3 separate regions of the Sus scrofa genome follow, and regions 1 and 2 are each linked to region 3. The links are chromatin contacts, called in public promoter capture Hi-C maps. All regions are on one chromosome and are shown on one strand. Each heading gives the region's core, a stretch centred on a gene start, on an enhancer-like site or on the middle of the called end of the contact. The rest is flanking DNA. Distances are from core to core; before and after follow the strand shown. Region 1 holds the start of NFX1 (transcriptional repressor NF-X1). Region 2 holds the start of NOL6 (nucleolar protein 6). Region 3 holds the start of UBAP2 (ubiquitin-associated protein 2).

Region 1 (2,700 bases), core at 32-2,531, 450 kb before region 3:
GGTTCCTAGTCGGATTCGTTAACCACTGCGCCACGACGGGAACTCCCTTTTACTAACTTCTTAATGCTCTTGGAATAAGATCTATTATCACATCCTGCAGGTGATGCACGTGATCTTCTTTACCTACTTCTCCAATTTCATACTGTGCCAAGCTCCTGACTCACTGTTCACCAGCAAATATTTCCATAACTTGAACTTAAGCTATTTCCTTCTTCCTTAACATTTGCACATACTATTATCTCTAACTCTTCACGTAGCTTACCCATCTCATCTGTCCAATTCAAAGAAAGCTGGCCACATTTTCTGGAGCAGATCCTATAAAGTCTATATCACTGTTTATTTCTTTCACAATGCAAATTATTCATTTGTAAATATAAATTACTCAGTTTTAACTTTTCCCCCCTAGACAGTTCACTTCATGAGGGCAGGAAGCATATTTCTTTTTCACCATTAACCTCCTCCAGCACTTAAAAAGACAAAATATGCATTATAACGGAAGTTAATGAAGACTTGTGTTTTTGGGGAAACCTGCACCACTGAATTACTTTACAAATGCAGATGCTTCACACTTAAATCTTGTGTTCTTCTTGGTAATGCAACAGCAAAACACACAAACAAAAGAACTCCACACATTCACCTAACAGTTTGTACTTTAAAAATTATCAGTGTCTCCAAACCTTTCCCCTAACGTTCAGTGTCAATCTATATTTGTCACCGTGCCCGCTCAAGCCCTTTGTCATATCTAATAAACGACCTTTCGTTTTCTAAACTGATTTGTAAGAGCCGATATGTGTATCATCTTTTTATCGTCTTTTTGCAGATTATTTTTTCCCAGGCTGCTTTTTAAAATTTTATCATTTAACCAATATTTTATTAGTCTAGCGACCTTCTATCCTGAGTTCATGGAATTTAAATTTACAACACTTAAAGAACAAAAACTAGTTATCCCACTTTCATAATAATTCCTGTAGAATTAATTTTTCCCTCAATTTGTTACACAACTTTCAGAGCAAGTTAGATTCCAGGCTGCCTTTCCACTACTTGTTTTTATTTTAACCCTAAGTCAGAATTACTCTAGTAAGGCGGTGATGTCTGAGCTGACTCCGGAAAACCAGGTGAAGCCGGTTGGGTGGCGGAATAAAAGCGCACGGTAGCAGGAGAGCACAGCGAATCTCAAAAGGAAAACGATAGATTACGCAAGCCCCAGCACGCCTACCCTCCCGGGACCTAGTCACCCACAGCCACTAGTTTCTTCCTTCAGCCTTACGCCTGGTGCGTCTATCTGACGTCATGACGCACCACACAGTCTCCACAGGCCGCGCAAGCTCTGTGGCCGTCCACCGGGCGCGCGGATGCGAATATTCTCCCGGCGCCGGAAGTCCAGGGCACGTGACCGGGTGACAGCGCTTGCTGGGCTGCAGGGCTCGCCTCAGGTGTTGCGGCACGGGATGGCGGAGGCGCCTCCTGTCTCAGGTACTGTCCTGGCCCTCACGGGACTGGGCCCTTCGCGAGTAGCGGAAATTGGGTCAGTGACGAGTCCTAAGGCACTGGCCATTCGTATCGCGAGAGTGGCGCGTCCTAGGGTTGGGATAGTGGCTCGGAAGGGCCAAGCCACGCGCGTCTTGCATACAGATCTCTTAACCATCTTCCACCGTGTGGAGAAGCTCGGCAGCTGGTTTTCCTCAGAGAGCGGGGTTGTCCCAGGGCGTTGATGTGGGTATCCCGCTCTCTTCAGGGCTCATCTCGGCCTTCCTGGGGCAGCGGCCGCACGGATATCCGACAGGCGGGCGTCAGTCGGGTCACCGCCCTTGACGGTGGCGGGCTCTTGACGCGAGGCAGGTTTGCGCGCTGTACTTCAGGAGTACTCGTGTGTCCTGGGGCAGCACTGCGAGCGCGAGCGAAAGACCTGTGGTTTCCATTCTCACCCTGCCGCAGCTCACAGTGTGACTGGGTGTTTTCCTCATCTTTGAGTTAGGAGTAAATAAATCAACTGTTGCGAAGGTTCCCGCCGATACTGTAACCTGTTACTTCCTCTACTGGAATTGTCTCTGTGTGTGCAGGCAGCCGAATTTGTTATTAATATAACGGCTGTTAATGTAACACCCATTTCCACTTCCTTCAAGGTACGTTAGATCTTTGTTTTCCAAACTCTTTGGACAGTGACCGAAAAGGAGCGTTTTCCATCTTGACCTCAGTGCACACAGAACTAAATATGAAAGCGAACCGAAAGTTTCAGGAAGCAATAGTTTTCCTTACTATCTCTAATGCACTCTAATACATATTTCGTTTGAAAAAAATACTTGTCACAATCCACTATGTGATTTGATTTCCTGACCCACTGTTTCTGAGAAAGGGGGCAGCAATTTGCAACACGAGGTTTGTGAACAGTCATTAATTTAAGACTTAGTTCTGCTACCTACCAGCTGTTGGGGCACCAAAAAGAGTATATATGTATTTGTGTACTTGGTGGCAGGTAAAATGTATTTATTACTATGGGTCTTGGTCAAAAAAGTTGGATAACACACTGCATCTATGTACCCCTGTCCTGATACAGGTATTAAGTCATCTTGGAGGGGGTTCCTTTTTAGGCTGGTGTTTTGTTATTCTCCCACCCATTTTTTTCCTAGATCCTCTAAATTGGATTCATTAGTCTTCCTAACCTTAGACTCACTTCTGGCCCATTTCTACATCCTTCAGTGT
Region 2 (2,700 bases), core at 3-2,502, 270 kb before region 3:
CCATATGCTACGGGTGCAGCCCTTAAAAAAAAAAAAGAATATGACTGAGCTCTTGGGGAGTTCCCTGGTCATCTAGTGGTCAGGACTTAGCACTTTCACCACTGTGGCCTGGTTCAATCCCTGGTCTGGGAACTGAGATCCCATATCACATTGTGGCAGAAGAGGAAGGAGAAGAAGTTTACTGAGCTCTAGACCAAAAACTCCTTGAGTTGAGGGTTCCCCGTATACTTGACAGCACAAGCATGGAGCTCTGCTTGGAGCTGATAGGAGTGGTAGCTGGCTGTACCCTGCCCAATGCAATGCCTAAGCTCCTGTGCTTTCAAGTATAAGGAGCTGCTTCTGCTGCTGGGTTAGTCCTAGGACTTTGCAAATGCCATCTCCACTCTTACTCTATCTAAACCCTGCCAGGTCACACACACACACACCACGACAGCATGCAAGCCCTGACAACAACAGACTTCAGGATACATTAAGTGCTCAGTAATGGAAAGAGCCTACTGGTTTTGAAGGATATACAGTAAATCATCCAATTCTCACAACAATCCTAACTGAAAACGCTAGAACGAAGCCCCGAGAGCTTCCACAGTTGGTATGCCTATACTGTGAGAAGGCTTCAAACCCTGATCTGAGGGATCCTAAACCTTCTCCCCTACAGCGGGCCCCGCCCCCCTCCAGGTTCCCACACCCGGAAGAGCCTTACTGGAGCGCTCTAGGAGCGCCACCATGTGGGGAGCCCAGAACTAGATCCCACCCAGCATCAAGGAGGACCTGGTCAGGGAAATGATCCAAGCTGCGGAGTGGAGTGGAGTGGGGTGTGGTGGGGTGGGGGCTGGGGCCACTTCAATTTCAAGGTGTAGAGCTAGGGAAGAGAGAAGCTCAATAGGCTTTAGTGCTTCTATCCATCTCCCTTACCAAGCCCTGTCTCGGTACCCCGGGCTGGAAACATTGGGGGAATGGGGCTCCTCCAGAAGGTACCGCCCTAGTGCCCCTTGTTGGCGAGCTATCAGGCTCTGCCGTTCCCCCCTCCCCATGTTGCATTCCTTCCTCCCAGATGGTTCTCCCACCTCCGGCTCCTCAGCAGTTCCGCGATGCTGCGCTCCCGCAGGTGCGGGCCCCATCCTTCTGGTATCCTGCTGGCACTTTGGGTTTAAATTCCGCTTGCTCTACAACTTCTTCCCACGTTGGCAGAAATGCCCAAGCACGGGCAGAAATGCTGGCACGATTGTCAGCAAGCCTCGTGGCGCAGGACTCCGCCCAGCTCCAGAGCCATTGGGTGAGTGCCCATCGACTCGCTCGCCATTGGGCTCTGTCACTCTCCAAGACCGCCCACTATGGGGGAGGGGCCAAACAGGGTTCTCCGATTTCCGGCTTCTTTGCGACGCCAGACCGGAAGCCTGCCTGACGCTTGGCGCAGCTTCCTTTCCCTCACTTCCTGCACTTGGGTCTAAAGGGTAAGGGCGGGGCTGGTTTGAGTTTCTGTGGTGAGCGTTTGTTTATTTACCCCGGTGATTCCTCTTCTTTTTTCATTTACCATTTAACCTTTTTTTTTTTTTTTTTTTTTTTTTTTTTTTGTCTTTTTGCCTTTTCTAGGGCCGCTTCCCAGGCTAGGGATCTAATCGGAGCTGTAGCCTCCGGCCTATGCCAGAGCCACAGCAACGCGGGATCCGAGCCGCATCTGCGACCTACACCGCAACTCACGGCAACACCGGATTTTTAACCCACTAAGCGAGGCCAGGGATGGAACCCTTAACCTCATAGTTCCTAGTCGGATTCGTTAACCACTGAGCCAGGACGGGAACTCCCAGTTAACCAGTCTTATCTGTTCTACCGCTAAAATATACCTTGAATTTACTCACTCTTGTCTCTTTGTTTTTTAAAGAAATTTATTCTGGCCGTACCAGAAGTATGTGCAAGTTCCCAGGCCAGGGATGGAATCCCTGCCATAGCAGTTACTCCCAGTTGCTATAGTGAAAACGCCGGATGTTTAACCCGCTGAACCACAAGGGAACTCCTCTGTTTTTACTGCCAAGTTTAGTCCAGTTCGCACGTCTTGTGCCTGGTTTATTGTAATAGCTTTTCTCTATTACATTTTCCAAATTTGCTGAATATGATGACCATCCATATACTCTTCACCTACCCATCATAACCTAGTATTAATAAATGCCAAATTTGCTTTGTCTTTGTGTACTTATGTTTTACTATTTTGCAGAGCCATGCTGTACATTAGATACTTAGAAGTTTGTCCTCATTTACTGGAAGTTTGTACCCTTTAACCAACATCTCATTTCTTCCACCTTCCAGGCCCTGGCAACTACCAATCCAATTTCTCTTTTTATGGGTTTAGCTTTTTTGGTTATTTATGGCCACACCTGTGGCATATGGAAGTTCCCAGGCTAGAGGTCGAATGGGAGCCACAGCCACCAGCATAGACCACGGCCACAGCAACCTGGGATCTGAGCTGCATTTTCAGTTTAGGCCACAGCTTGCAGCAATGCTGGATCTTTAATTCAACCAGCGAGGCCAGAGATGGACCTCACAGACCAGTTCTTAACCTGCTGAGCCACAATGGAAACCCTGGGTTTAGTTTTTCTGAATTCCACATATGCAATACTACAATACTTGTATTTGTCTCTCTCTGACTTCTTTCACTTAGCATGATGCCCTCAATGTTCATCATGTTGTCACAAATGGCAGGACTTC
Region 3 (2,700 bases), core at 21-2,520:
CAGGAATGATGATGGAATCACGCAATCAACTCCCAGAGAGAACAAGGATGAGACCAGAGTGGTGAGAACAGTGGTGGCACGTGAGGTGCGAGGACAACTAATTAGACTGAAAACCCTGGGGGAAAAGTGGAAAGCCAAGTGAAAAGTGATTCAGCGGCAAAGAAAACTGAGATGCAATGCACCAATGGAAGAGTAACATTTTGAATAGTATTCTAAGAGTGCTTTAGTTTACAAAGCTCTTGCAAACCTACACTAAAGAACAACTGTGACACGGCCAGACTACAGGAACTGGGAACGTGGAGGAAAACTGAGTCCTAAGTGTCTGACACCAAAACCTTCCCGAATGAAGAGGAGAAGTGGAACTGCACTAGCCTCTGGGTAGCCGGGAAAGGCGAGAGAGCGCAGAAGTAAGGCTCTGAAATATCTAGTCCCAGGTCTAGCGACAGGCATGAAAACGGAAAAGTGGTCGGTCGGCGACAGCGTGGCGCGGGAGCTCCAGCGGACAGGCAAGGGAGGGACAACGGTGGGAGAGAAAACCACACCCTCCAGGGCAGAAACCCGACCGGGGGGAGGGGAAGGCGCCCCCTGGGGCTGGGTGGGGCCGGGACGACAAGCGTTGGGGTAGGCAGGAAGGAGCCCCGGACAACCCGCGGGAGAGAGGAAGGACTGCACCAGGCCTGGGCAAACTGAGGACGCGTGAAACCAGCGAGGGAAGCTCGGCCCGCTTTCACGGGTGGGCGCTGGGGCACTATGAAGAAGGTTGGAGAAAAGAAGAACAGAAGCCAGGACTACCGGGCGCAAGCTGCAGAGCTCAGGGACCTGGACCGGGGAAGGTGAGAGAAGGTGCCAATTACCGCTGCTGCTCTCGCTGGACTCGGGACCCGCTGCTGCTGCTGCCGCTGCCGCTGCCGCTTGCCGCTGCCGCTGCCGCCGCCGCCGCCGCCGCTCGTTACCTGCCAATGTGCCTCTTACAAAGCGGCGGCGGCGGCAGAGGCTGCTCGGCCCGTCACGTGACCTCTACGTCATGGGCGAAGGAGGAGCCACTACAAGTCGCTCGCCCGCGGCTCGTCATCAACCCGCCCACAGAGCGCGTCGCTCTCACTAACCAACCCCCCGTCATGCCCTCCAGACTGGGCCAGCATGGTTGAGGCAGGGGGAGGCACGCAGATGGAGCCAACAAGGGCGAGTTTACGCAGTTTCTCGTACTCGGAGTTGTTAGGGACGTGCTAGCTCCCGCCTCCAGGAAGCCCACAAGTGCAGCTCGTTGTCGCGCTGTGATGACCTCACAAGGCACCACAGGTCGCTGCCTTGCGGCCGCCTTCCTCTCATCACGTGAAGTGGTCCAACCACTCAAGAAGACCCTAGCCTGCCAAGCGTTGCGCCAGGGCACTACGATTCTCAACTTGCTGCACAGCAAAGCCATCTACCACCACATCCTTTCCCTCGTGGCTTCATGGATGGTGCGGCTGTGACTTCGGACCGAGGGAAGGCCGAGACGGAAAGCGGACAGGGCAGGCATCTGAGACTAATGCTAGTGAGCGGCCCCTGCTAGGCAGCTGAGCATGATTCCTGCTGGGAGATGTAGTCGCCGTGGGAGGTGGGGTTCGGCTACCACCTTCCCGAGCCGGCGCTCTGCCCCGCCCCCCTGCGCGGGAAAACACCAACGGCTCGCGGAGATATCCGTTGCACCCAGCTGGCTTCCCAGGGAACCTCCACCGGAGTGGGAAGGCCCCGAGGCTTACGTCCTACGAAACGTGGGCTCAAATTATGCAGTCCCAAGCCCCTTATGCGTGAAAAGACTAACATTTCTAGAAAGCCTACTCGTCAGCCGTTTATACAACCAGTTTTATTAAGTCGTAAAGTCAACCCTTTGAGGCTGGGATTGTCCCGGTTTTAAGCAAAGAGAAAGGATCAGGGAGGTTCAGTTGTTAACTGGCTGAGGAGACCCAAACCAGATTATCTGTCTCCTAATAATGAATAACCTGCCTCTCAAAATGACCTCACCTGTTAAGCATAAAGAAGGAGCTAATGGTTTATAATTGTAGCAGAGTATTTTAGAGTATGTTCTCAATTACTGGACGGTTGACCCTCAAAGGCAGTATCTAAGGACTTTGGAATCCAGCAGGCCTTACCTCGATTTGAGCTTTCCTTTGTGATAACACCGCTTCACCAGGTTGTGAAATAAGATTATGTAAAATACCAGATTGGCACAGAATAAACCCTCAATAAATATTAGCGATTATTTTCACACCCTGCATGTATCCTTGGGCACCATAGGTCCAAGATGAAAAGGGAATTAGCACATACTGATCTTTGTATGGGGCACTCTACGAGTTACTAACTTGCCAGGTACTAATAGACTTGTAGGTTAAAGTACTTGATGCAAAACACTTGAATCCTTAATAGCCTGCTCAGTTCAAGGGAAAACTTTGTTTTTCATCTGAATTGATCAAGAATGCTCAGGCTGTGCCTTTAACAAATAGAACTTATTATCATGACCATTCATGTGTAGATGTATCTTATCTCTCTTTTTACAGTGAGCTAGCGTTGTATATAGTCAGTTTAGTCTTCCTTCTTTTTGTATTTCTGCTGTATAGAAATGTGTGGGAGAGGAGTTCCCATCTTGGCACAGCAGAAACGAATCTGACTGGGAACCACGACGTTTCGGGTTCAATCTCCGGCCTCATTCAGTGGCCTAAA

The links. Promoter capture Hi-C pulls out the DNA fragments that hold promoters and counts their contacts.
Region 1: a promoter capture Hi-C map of liver shows a contact between it and region 3, with 4 times the contacts expected there. The contact joins the promoter of NFX1 here to the promoter of UBAP2 in region 3. A contact is called at or near these places in 1 of 5 promoter capture datasets (liver) and 1 of 2 datasets of contacts at active chromatin or transcription factors (alveolar macrophages).
Region 2: a promoter capture Hi-C map of fetal liver shows a contact between it and region 3, with 2.2 times the contacts expected there. The contact joins the promoter of NOL6 here to the promoter of UBAP2 in region 3. A contact is called at or near these places in 3 of 5 promoter capture datasets (fetal liver, fetal skeletal muscle and liver), 4 of 47 Hi-C or Micro-C datasets (alveolar macrophages, liver, omental adipose tissue and 1 more) and 2 of 2 datasets of contacts at active chromatin or transcription factors (alveolar macrophages and skeletal muscle).

Annotation. Positions count from the first base shown.
Region 1 is chr10:33,199,400-33,202,099 of Sscrofa11.1, reverse strand. It overlaps NFX1 (transcriptional repressor NF-X1), which reads left to right and starts at 1,281. Exons shown (of 25, transcript XM_021064702.1): 1 at 1,281-1,473. The coding sequence starts at 1,353.
Region 2 is chr10:33,020,587-33,023,286 of Sscrofa11.1, reverse strand. NOL6 (nucleolar protein 6) reads right to left here and starts at 1,252. Exons shown (of 26, transcript XM_003130678.4): 1 at 1,065-1,252. The coding sequence starts at 1,118.
Region 3 is chr10:32,754,277-32,756,976 of Sscrofa11.1, reverse strand. UBAP2 (ubiquitin-associated protein 2) reads right to left here and starts at 1,270. Exons shown (of 28, transcript XM_021064693.1): 1 at 855-1,270.